Linked DNA regions of Mus musculus: region 2 is linked to region 1. The links are chromatin contacts, called in public targeted proximity ligation maps. All regions are on one chromosome and are shown on one strand. The core of a region is the stretch at or near the end of the contact, and the rest is flanking DNA. Distances in the headings are between cores, read along the strand shown. Region 1 has its middle 54 kb from the start of Gm41329. Region 2 has its middle 18 kb from the start of Gm41329.

Region 1 (6,450 bases), core at 2,632-5,131:
TTCTCAGTGTTTGTGCCTTGCTCTCTGTCATGTCCGCCCATCCCTCCTTCCTTCAGTCCCTCTGTCCGTATCTTCAGGATGCTTGTCAGACTTGTACATGGCTGTACTAATTGGATCTGTTTGAAAGGAGCCTTGCCTTCAGAGTACCATGCATGGAAAGCCGGGATCAGAGAGAATTTTTCCAGTTACTGTAAATCTCGCAGCCACCGAGAAGAACTCTAATTACTACAAAAATGGAGCAATGCTTTTTTAGGTTCTAATTAGCTAGAGCTGCGTACTGAGGATCCTTGTGTGTGTGTGTGTGTGCGTGTGTGTGTCTGTCTGTCTGTCTGTCTATCCCTCTGTGTGTGTATACGTGTGTGACTATGTGTGTGTATGTGTGTGTGTCTGTCTATCCCTCTGTGTGTGTATACATATGTGGGTATGTGTGTGTGTGTCTGTGCATGTGTGAGTGTGTCTGTGTGTGTCTCTGTGTGTGTACGTCTGTGTGTGTGTGTCTGTCTGTCTGTCCCTCTGTGTGTGTATACATGTGTGTGTGTGGTGTTTCTAAATAAAATCAGAAAGACTGCTCCAAGGGAGACCATCCCCTAAGCAGAAAGCTAAATGTGAGTCCATTTCCACTTCTTCCAGTGCCTCAAGGCTCCAGCACTCGGCCTATGCAGCTCTTCGCCCCACTAAGGCAGCCCAGCTGTGAGGATCCCTGTCCTCACTTTTCCAAGCCAAGAACCACCTTTGACTCTTTCCCCCACCACATCTGTCCTTAGAGTCCTATGGAGCACAACTCTGACATGTCTGTCCAGTCCTTCTTCCATTATGGTCTCTTCTCCCGCACCTCATTGCCAGCCATTGTGCCTCAGCCTCTTGACCTTTCGCTCTATTTTTGGAAAAACCAAAAAAGTCTCAATTACTTGGTTGAATAATCCCTAGTCTTCCTAGCCCCCACCCCTTGCTACCCCTCTGGCTTATGTTGTGTTTTATTTTGATGCTTATACCTGACCCCACCCAAAATTTTTGCTACAAATAATATTAGAGCTGGTCAGGTCACTCAGATGACACCTCTCCTTTTTATAAAAGGAAAAGTAGGGGCTGGGAGACAGTGGACTGTGACAGGAATCTTGGTAAGATAGAGTGGGTCTGAGACCCTGGTACCCAGGCACCCACCTAAGACGGTTGGCGCCTCCCTGTCCCTGCCAGATTACTGACCCAGACCACGTGACCATACTCCCCACATTGGTCATGTGGCCCAGAACAGAGTTCTCCATCTCATGAGGATATAGAGGCCCTGAGGGTTTAACCAATAAGCTTCCCTTCCCAGACATCCCTCCCTGCAAAAGGTATTTATTTAATCTCTGGTCCACCCTGAGGAGTTGGTAGGCTGAACAGTCAATACATGGTATAGATAAACGTGCACTGTCCCTTTCATTGAGAACCGCCCTGGGGGAGCATAGAGAAGGCCTTCACCTACAGAGCCACAGCCTGAGTCTCCCATAGAAGGCCTCTCTGCACTTCCAGACAACAGCCACCAAGGTAAGGACAGTCGCCACTGGAAAAACCGCACAGGGAAGTAAGAAACAAAGTGTAGGAGGTCCACAGGTCCTCGACGAGGCCAGGAGTTGGTGCTCCCAAACTCCTGGACATCCAGGCACTGCTGGGTCAAGAAGAGTTGGGAACAGAATCAGGGCCTGTGGGCAGAGAGAGCAGACAAGCCTGTGGCCAGGGAAATGGGAGCCCCAGCTCAGCTCACTGGCTTCTCCACTTGTCACTCCTATCTGCCCTCCTTTCTTATCCACCAGCTTTTAGCTCAGGTCATACTCCTCCTCTCCCTCCTTCCTTATGGCTGTTGCCCTACATGAAAATATTTCTTTGTGTTAAACCCTTGATCTACAGTCTGTCCTGCCTGCAAAGTATGCTCAGGCAACGTCAGCACAAACCTGCGGGATTAACAAACTGATGTCTAATTTGACTTAAGGCTCACTCCATGAGATGGAGCCTAAATTTGATACTGCTTGGGTGACCATGAACCAGAGACTAGAAAAGCCAGAGACCTAGGGTAAAACCAAATACTACTGTCTTCAAAACAAAACACAGCAAACAAAACACGACACAAGAAACAATGACTCATAATAATATTCCGCTATATTCATAACTCAGTCATCACCAGAGAAGATTCCTCCTACAGCAGATGGAGACACATAGAGAAACCCACAGCCAAGCATTAAACAGAGAAAGACCTTAGGACGCATGGCTCTAAACAAGATGTCTCCATCAAATCCCTCCCCTCAGAGTTCAGGGAATCCCTTGGAAAAGCAGGCAGAAGGGATGGAGTAGACAGAGCAGGTGAAGGACACCAGGAGACAGGTCCTCTAAAACAGCTGAGCGAAGTTCACATGAACTCACAGAGCCTGACGCAGCAGGCCATGGGTCTGCACCAGGTCCCCTGCATAGATGCTATAGCTATCACTTTGGTACTTTTATGAGACTCCTGGGGATGTAAACGAGTGGGTCTCTGATTCTTGTGTCTTCTCTTGAGACTCTTTTATTTTTCTGTTGGCTTGCCTTGGCTAACTTCAATAGAGTGGTTTTTGTTTTATCTTACCATATTTTATTTTGTCTAGAAAATAAATATGTTTAAGCTATGTTTAGAATTCAGAAAAAGCAATCTCACAGCTTACTTTCATTTATTGATTCAACTAAGCTTTTAAGCTAAATAAATTAGAGTTTCTAAGAAAAAAATTTTCCTTGTGTTTACCCAAGGCCCAACTTGAAGCCTGGGATGGCCTCTGTCTTGATTCATGTCACTTATTAGCTCGGCAACTTTAAGCAACTTATCTAACATCACTCACTTTCTATGTAGAAATGATGCCTCCTGTCCCTGACTTACAGGCCGTTTTGAGAATTGTCTAGCTATGCACAAGGTGCCTAGAACACTGTTTGGCCCATACCCATAGGAGGAACTCAATGCAGGTTTCGTTTCCTTCATACTCTGGGAAAGGAAAGCACAGGCGTCCAGACACCAAGTGCAAGCACCAGAAAAGAAGCACAGGGGGAGACAATGGGGACTCGGCTCTCAATGGTGTGTGTGCGGTTGTGTGCATATACGTATGCATGTGCGTGTGCACATGTGTGTATGTGCATGTGTGTGTGTGTGTGTGTGTGTGTGTGTGTGTGTGTATACATGTGTGTGTACAGGTGTGTGTATATGTGTGGGCAAGGCTTGACCTCACTCTAGCAGAGCTTCACTTTTGGGGAAAACGGCTTTTCTTTCAAGAGCTCCTGTGAGGAACACCAGATGTGTACTCTGTTGGCTATGACTTTGCAGATGGCGCATCACTGTCACTGGACTCAGGGTAGAGGACATGGAGACAGACTTCTCACATCCAGAGTGGGATTGGGATGGACGAGAATAATACACCTGAAAAAAAGGATATGTTCTCAAGGAGGAATGGAAGGGGTCAGGGTGAGGAAATGGTGTCCATTCGTGGAAAAAAGCATGGGACAATACAGAAGAGCTTGTGATGAGGCTCATAATACTGTGAGCCATGTGTGTCCCTTCCTGGTTGTAGAGATGGAGCCTTAATTACAGTTGTGTCCCCTACACCTGTCCAGAGTCAGGTGGCCATGAAATATGGAGTTAGCATGCTGGCTGGCTGGAGAACGAACAAGGTAAGCCTGTTGTCCCTCCTGTTGATGCTTCTCTGCACAGGTTCCATTTGGTTCTTCCAGCCTAATCAGGGGAATGGCTACCAAGTGGCCCACCAAGAAATCTGGCTTCTGTTTGCTTAGCTATTTGCATCTTAGAATGGTCTCTCTGAGACTTGCCCATTCTCCTTTGCCTCACTTGGCTTCTTCTCTTCCAAGTTTCTGTGCTGCTATTTATAAACCTCACTTGTGTCAAGCTCCTGGGTCCTGCCTACCGCTCTCCTCCCTCCCTCCTAGGGGCAGAATGTTCTAGTTAACCTGTGCTTCTTTGGCTTTCAGAGGAGACACAGGTACTCATGCCAATGCTTTACAGCTCGGCCCAGCCCCACCAGATAGATGGCAGCTTTTCCTGCTGGTCCATTCCGTTACTGCCTCAAAGATAAAGGTCATTTCACTGATTTATTCATTGAATGCCTGGAAGGCAAGTGGCCACTAGAAAAACTGATAGACTTGGCCAGAGTCTCAGACTCACAAGCCAACCATGCAAAATTCAACTCTTTGAGCTGTGGATAAACTCTGGGTGTCTTCTCTCAACCAGATAAAAACTACCACCTTCATGTGCTAGGCCCTGTACAGGGTGCTGGGACACTGTGGTGACAAAGGTCAGTCTCTGTCCTTGCAAGGTTAAAGGAATCCATCCCAGCACACACCAGCAGCACAGAGTTACCACCTGGAGATCAGAATGTATTATACCTGGCATGACCTTGGTCAGGCTCCAAACGTCCTAGGGCTAATTTCCAGAGTACTAGCTCAGGGGAGCAACTAAATAAAGGTTCTGGAAGTCATTTGCATTCACAGAAGCTTTTGAGCTCTGGTCTGGGAATGTAGCTTAGTGACTGGGCATTTTTATAGCATCCAAAGGACGTGGGCTTTATTCCTAGCTGTGCAAACAAACACAGTTTTAGAGCTGGAGAAACCTTGACATTCATCTTAGCTCCCAGAGAAAGAAAATAGATCTGTGTAGCCAAATCATCACTGTGATGTTCAAAAGGCTTCCAAAAATGGCCATTTAAATAATCCATAGCATTTACTATGGAAAAAGGAAAGACCTTGAACAGGTGCATGTGAGGCCCTGAGCCTTGTACTATGACCACATGCAACTTCCCAACAACATTGTGAATGTTTCCACTCCATTTTGCATCTAAGGAAACTGAATCGCAGACATTCTAAGTGGTGCTTAAGGCCTCAGAACAGTCGGATAATGGATTGAAGAGTTAAACTCACCTAGTTTCCGCAGCTTCTCTTCCTAAGAAAATGTAAATGTATTGAAGTCATAATATTGACTGGGTCAATGATCTGAGTTTTGTTCTTACATTTACTACCGACAGGTTATTTGACCTTGTGAAAGCCTTTTCATTTTACCAGGACTTAATTTCTCAGATTGTAAATGGCCTCCAAAGGCCACTCTGCCAGCATATGCCCAACACAGACACCATTACAAGAGCAGGCCAGTTCTAGTTTCTCTGACTTCAGGCCATGCTGAACTCAGAACTTCATGCAGCTGCCCCCAACTGATTACAACTGACACGAACTCAAACTTGTTTGTGCTGTGTGCTCCTTAGCCCTTGCAGACTCTGGCCCTGGTATTTTTGGCCTTAGTCTGCAGCTTATCTGTGATTGTACAGAGCAGAATGCTGCCAGATGTAGAGCCCTATGTCCTGACTGATCATAGGCTATGTCCAGAACCCCAGGGGACGGGCCTCAAGGTAGAGGGTAGTAACCTCCATTGCTCGCTTCATACTGATGGGCATCTTCCTCAGCCCTGACATGCCTGGCACCTCCCACAGCTCTCCTTCAGCTGTCTCTAAAGTGCATTAATATGGACAATGAGGCTCAGAAGAGGTTTATGGAAAAACACCACAGTCCTTGGAAGCTGATTAGTTCACAGGCCAAAAGAGTGGGTGCATGGGGGAGGGGTATGCAAGCAAGACAGTCAGTCTCTGCAGAAATGACAAGCGAGTCTGTGAGCAACCTGGGAGCAGAGGTTACAAGGGCATGGAAAAAAATCAGAACAAGGTTGAAATCTGATGCTGAGCTGACAAGCAGCTATCTGATGCTGTGCTGTTGAAGGGAGCCTGTCACCCAGAGGGAGCCAAGCAACTGCCAATGGCCAAGCTGCGGGTGGCCCAGACCTCAGCGGTGCCGGGAGCTTCACATAATAAGCAAAAGCCACTTTGTCCTGCCAGTAGCCAACATGGAAGACAGGACTATTTTTTAAGGTGTCTGAGACTAGTGTCAAGTTACCCCAGAATGTCAAGAGGCCACATAACTTACCAGATAGCTCAAACAACCAATTCATCTCATCACTTGGTGAATCTGGGGAGGGGTAGGGATATCGATACTACTTTACAGAAATAGCGGGCTGGTGAGATGGCTCAGCGGTTAAGAGCGCCGACTGCTCTTCTGAAGGTCCTGAGTTCAAATCCCAGCAACCACATTGGTGGCTCACAACCACCTGTAATGAGATCTGACACCCTCTTCTAGAGTGTCTGAAGACAGCTACAGTGTGCTTACATATAATAAATAAATAAATATTAAAAAAATAAGAAAAGAAAGGTAATCAGCTCTTCATATACATTAATCTCTCTCTCTCTCTCTCTCTCAGGACAAAACCGGCAAAAACACATAAAAGACGATCTACCTGTTCTTTCGTTACCCAAGGGCCATCAAACAAGTACCTTTAACTTTGCAAAGACTGGCGATCCAGTTAGAACAGTGTCCTTCAATGGACGCTATCAGCATTTTGGATGG
Region 2 (5,936 bases), core at 889-3,388, 71 kb after region 1:
AAGAAGTATACTTATTTTTTCAAAATCCAAAGCTTTTTTTTGTTTGGTTTTTTTTTTTTTTTCCGAGACAGGGTTTCTCTTTATAGCCTTGGCTGTCCTGGAACTCACTTTGTAGACCAGGCTGGCCTTGAACTCAGAAATCCACCTGCCTCTGCCTCCCGAGTGCTGGGATTAAAGGCATGCACCACCACGCCCGGCTAAATCCAAAGCTTTTTATTAACAGTAAGATCCAGGGTTAGTTTTTTTGTAGCCTTGGCTGGCCCTTTGGCCTCTGGCACACTCAAACTTCCAGTCCTTGTCACACTAGATGATATAACACATGACTTCTGAGGTTATACAGTTCCCGAGATGCAAATTACAACATTATTCAAATATGAAACCAACTTTAGAATCAAGTAACCTCTCTGAGCTGGTTGGTTAATTTCTCTAAAGAACCTCATTTTCTAACCTGAATCCTCAAGGCTTTTATGAATTGTAATCTCTTTAGATTTAAGGAGAGAGACAGGAGGGCTAATGCAGTTAAACTTGAGGGCACAAATGCCTTGGCTCTCAGAAAGGAATGTCCCTGTGGAGACGCTCTTAGAGCAGCCTGGGCTGGAGCCGTTCTCTTGAAGTTTCTAGACTTCAGTAACCAGGAAAGCCAAGCAGTTGCCAGGTTAAGGAATTTCATTTCTCCTGCACCCTTAACTTTGCTTGTCTTTGGGACCTGCGAAACTGAAGAGTAGACCCGACAGGGGTAAAGGGAACGAGCGATTACAGGTGCTGAAGCGCTTTCTAGGCCAGGTGTGGTAGGGACGCGTGCCTATAATCATCACATTTACAAGGTGGAGCCTGGAGGGTCAGGAATTCGAGGCTGGCCTCAGTCACAAAGGGAGTTCACTCCAGGTCACCCTGGGAGGCATGAAACAAAGTCTTAGAAGAGAAAAGGAAGCTATCTTGGCCCCAGCATGGTGGTACACGGCTATAATTCCAGCATCAGGCAGGAGGAAGCAGGGACAGAAGCAAGTTCAAGGACAGAGTAGGCAAACCCTGTCTCAAAAATGAAATGAAGTTTAAAAAAAAAAAACAAAACAGTCAGTTGATTGCTTCGGTGAAGAAAAAGCAGTTTGTAAAATCCAGTACACATTTATGATTAAAAAACAGACATCCTACCAGATAGGACAGAAATTGTTACTCCGGTAAGAAACATCTATTAAAAAAAAAAAAGGCAATTTTTTTTTTTTAAGAAACTATGAAAATTTCCACTCTTGACGCTCCTGCTCAAAAGCTGAAGGAAGAGGCACTGCCCACGCTGTGTTGATGATCTCCAGCAAAATCCTAAGCCAAGCACAGCATCTCAGCATAGGAGAATCAACCTCTCACAACCAGGCGGACAGGTGACTACCCAAGTCAGAAACAGAAAAGACCACACAGGCAAATGACTACATAAATAAGCAGCTTGAGCAAACAAAACCTATACAGAAGCTGTACATAGAAAACAATTAAATGCTATTTATACGTGACAAGGACAGTAAATATCCAGAAAGAAAAGACCTAGAAGAAACAATGAGCCAGAAGAAACTAGAGAGCTGGTTTTACACACACACAAAAATCTATGAACTGCTGTTGGATTCAAGATGGAGGATGAATTACACACACAGAGAAGAGTTGTTGAAAATGCATCTTCCCAAACTGAGTTGGGAAACAGTGCAATTGAGATGTGCCAGTATGATCTTGTTGGTTTGCTGGGTTTTATGCTGCAACAGGCTGGCTGGTATCTGCAAGTTGGCCTTAAACTGTATACAGAACACAAGGGACCAATTGGGGCACAAGCAGTGTCAAAGAATTATTTGGCAGAATATAACTAGCTAGGGGGAAGAACAGAAAATGAAGGAGTTCAAGTATGTGCTCTATCAGTACTACTTCTTCCATAATGAAGTATCACAGATCACAAATGCATTAACTCATGGCTTGTAGGTCAGAAGTCTTGTGGGCCTGGCTAATCTCTCAGCACTGGGTCTCACAAAGACAAAATCAAAGTGCCAGGGGCTTTGTCACTTTCTGGAGTTTCTAGAGGGGAGCCCATTTCCCTGCTCGTGCAGGAAGCTGGGGATATAAATTCTCTGTTTTCTTACTGACTCAGCCTCTGGAGGTGGTCCAAATTCCTTGGATCATGGCCTCTTTCCTCCATCCTCAAAGATATTAACAGAGCTGGGAGTCACTCCCTTTTTCCTATACTGGGTACTGAATTATCCACATCCTTAATGCCGCATGCAAACCCGTTATACAGCAGCCTCTCAAGTTCCAGGGATTCGGACCCAGCATCTTCAGTGTGTATGCGGAAACATTTGGGGGCATACACCTCGGTGCACCTTTGGTTTTTCTCTTTATCCTATTTTCTGATGATCACCTTCAGACCCCTCCTTCTGTTGGCTCCTCAGTTCTAATCTTTTCTGTGAAGCCTTCTGCTTTTTCCTTTCCATCCTAAACAGGGCCCATTTCCCAGAGTTTCCAAGGGAAAGCCACAGTTTGAGAACCCAAAGCTCTCTTGGGTTCTGTACTCTTGTAGAGAGCTTTTAAAACTACAGAGGCCAAATCGCCCACCAAGTAGAATGTCAGCCTCTAGGCTGAAGGCAGCTACAGAAGCTAGCTAGCTCAGCTCACGGATGCCCACTCATCTTAGGCTTCCCTTTGTCAAATTCTTCAAATAGGTGAGCCCTAGTCTTCAGCCACATTTTCCGCTGGATGGCCAGGATGGATTTTTGCTGGGTAATGATCATTGCAAGAACTACTGACCACTGTATCCCAACTCTTTCTCTGCCTGAATGGAAATGGTTGGCACATGCTACGTGTGTTGGATCAGGTGTTTTCCATGTATAGGTTATCTGATACCAAAGTGTCACTTAAAGACAGGACAGGATGCTGCTGTTCTTGATCAACAGTCACTGCTCAGGAACTTGAGCCTTCTCCCAGATGGGTATCTTCACACTGAGGGGACAGGTGAGGTATGAATATGTGGTAGCCAAAGTGACAGATTGTGAGAGACAGCTGCCTCCTCAGACATCCTTCTCATTTCTTGCTACAGACTTGGTCACTCAGAATGGAGACAACTGTAAGCTTCTAGGTAGAAATTTGAGAGACGTGTCACATAGTGATTTAAGTCACTTTGAGCCATTTACCTTTTTTTAATTCCTTCTTCCTGTGCAGGATGTGGATATAACTGATGGGACTCAACCAACCATTTTAGACCATGCATTGACTTTTAAGTATAAAATTTATACTTGAAACAACAGGACTCTAGGTCTCTAACCATTTTCTGAAGTGTAACCCCTTTACCAGGTCTGAACAACATGCTGTGATAATGTTATTATACAGGACACAAGTTTCTGCCTCGTTTCTGGTATTGTTATCCTGGGATTTCAATATCTGTACCTGGAGCTAATGTAATCAGGATGGTTCAAACCACAGTTCTCAAATTGGAGGTGTGATCTGCAGAGTTTCAGTGTTTGTATTAAAGTAGTTTGTGTGTTCAAAACATTTTTCCTAATACATTAAGGCATTATTCCTTTTTCCACTATGGTATGGTCACTGACAGAGCAAAAGGAATGATGTGCCTGTAGCTGCAGAGGGTGAGCAGGGTGCCTGGAGCCTAGGAATTTGAGATCAACCTGGGAAACACAACTAGATAGGAGTGGAAAATAGGAGAAGGGGAAAGGGAGAGGAAAGAGGGAAGGAGAGAGGGTGAAGTGGAAGTTGGGGGAAAGAAGGGAGAGAGGGAGTGAAGGAGCCAGTGGGCAGAGTATAGTGTGGAACAAACCTAGTTCCAAGCAGGGCTTAAGCCGACACTGTGTTCCTCACTGCCATGAGCTTATAGCTTGAACTCAAAGATACTGTCAAACAAAAGGCCACTAATATATATTCCCTCCCTTTGCAACCAGGGATCTGTGTGAGGTTTTATTTTCTCCAAGCAGAACAATAGCAAACAGATCAAAACGGGTGAGAATCCAGCTGCTTCTAGTAACCTAGACATTAAAGACATTTGGAAAAACTGTAAAACTCTTTTCTCCTCACTAGCTTCTGAAAAATAATTTCCATAAAGTATGTATCACGTATGTAAACACTTAGTTGGTTTGTAGTTATACTAAATGAACAAATTAATTTTATAATATGTTAGTTGCATCTCTAACACAGTATTACATAAAAGCCATTTGGCGAACGTCAAATGTTTGTAGAATAAAGGCATCTTGAAAACAAGACACTTAAAATCTTTGGTTTGTGATACTGAATTTAAGACATAACCACAAAGCTGTTCTCTTATGAAAACACACGTGCCGTTAAGCCCCAAAGTGGAGAAATAGCACAATACTAAGGAAATGGGGGAAGGGGAGGGGAACGGGCAGAGAGTTTCAAAACTGTAAATAAACAGCATTGGAGTGAAGCATCAGGGGAAAATGAGATTACTGTAGTCATTAGTTCTAACACACATGCACAGAGAATAAGCCAAGAGAATTTATTTTCTTAAAAAGAGGGTCTCACTGTGTATCCCTGGCTGGCTTGAAACTAGATGCGCATGCTGGCCTTGAACTCTGGAGCCTCCCAAGTGCTATGATTAAAAGCATGCGCCACCACGCCCGGCCCTTGAAATCGATTTGCAAATAGAGAATGCACATACAGAGTGCATGTCTCATTCCGCCTTTGATTACCTGTAATAAAAACTGGCCCAGAGAACGGCCTGTAAAGTCACCAGCCTGCCAGAAGCAAGATGTGTAAAGGTCAGAAGTGGCGGAGAATGTGAGACAGGAAAGGAGACAATCTGTTAGGATGGATACAGAGGTATCCAAAGGGCACCCTGATGAGCCAGTCAGCACTCTAGTACTTCAGACAAGGAGCCACTGAGCGCCTAGAAAAGGCCAGTTTCCATTCAGAGCCCAGGAGCCAGTGAGCAGAGGGCAGACACCTCTCCCTCAGACCTGACATTTCAAACCCAGCTAATCTTTTTCTTTTGAAATGTGGGCTCCTTCTCTGAGTCAATGTAGAAGAAAGAACCGTCAAACACGTTAGTGAAATAAACTACTTAACTTGTATTTATTCTCCCCTCAAGTAGGAATGGAGAAGAAAAGAGAGGATGTTTGATTGGCATGTTTTTAAAGTCACAGCATGGAACATAAAATGTATCCTAAAAACTACTTCTGTCGTCCTGAGGTTCGGGAAAAGAAAACAAGGAAAAGGAGACAAGCACGGGAGGCATACAAACGTGATGCTGCTGCTGGGACTTCCAGGTCAGTGTGCAAGCGCTGCTGCCTTCTGGTGTGTGTCTGAAGACAGCTACAGTGTACTCAAAAGAAAAAAAGAAAAAGAAAGTGAAATAAAGAGGAAAACATTCACAATGCACACCAAGGGGAAATATTATTTCATATGTCTGAGATTAGGGCAACATCAATTTCCTAGAATCTAGCACACTTCTCTGCACAGATGTCTATCTGTACTGTGCATGCTAACATTTTAAGCATGCATTTATTTCTATGTTCTTTTCCCCCCACCTATGTTCCCAACAGAATAAGCTTCATGAAGACAGAGACACTAAGTCTGGTGGTACAGGCCTCTAACTCCAGCGCTCAAAAACAGAGGTGAAAGAAATGCCCTAAGTTTGGTACCAGCATAGTGAGACTTTGTGTCAAGAAAAGGAGAAAAGCGAAAACACCTCACAGACAAACAGTAGGTATTAGTTCCTTAAACAGCTGCTAGCACACTGAATGTAACCAGGCTGACAGAATTTATCAAGCAGAGCTTGAGATTTCCAACAAGATCTGATAGGTTATAGATGAGAAAATGAATTGGTTTTTGAAAAACTGTTTCTTTGTAAAAAGAACGTGAATTTCTTTATTAAAACAACAGATAACACAACGTTCGTAAGAATGATGTCCTATCGAGTAAGATCATAAGGAGCATACATGGAC

The links.
Region 2: a targeted proximity ligation map of heart atrium shows a contact between it and region 1, with 5 read pairs. A contact is called at or near these places in 2 of 484 Hi-C or Micro-C datasets (bone marrow-derived macrophages and nephron progenitors), 1 of 130 datasets of targeted methods (heart atrium) and 2 of 9 other capture datasets (adipose tissue and liver).

Annotation. Positions count from the first base shown.
Region 1 is chr15:58,702,525-58,708,974 of GRCm38.p6, forward strand. No RefSeq gene overlaps it. Among named protein-coding and RNA genes, the nearest start is that of Gm41329, 54 kb to the right of the region's middle.
Region 2 is chr15:58,775,418-58,781,353 of GRCm38.p6, forward strand. No RefSeq gene overlaps it. Among named protein-coding and RNA genes, the nearest start is that of Gm41329, 18 kb to the left of the region's middle.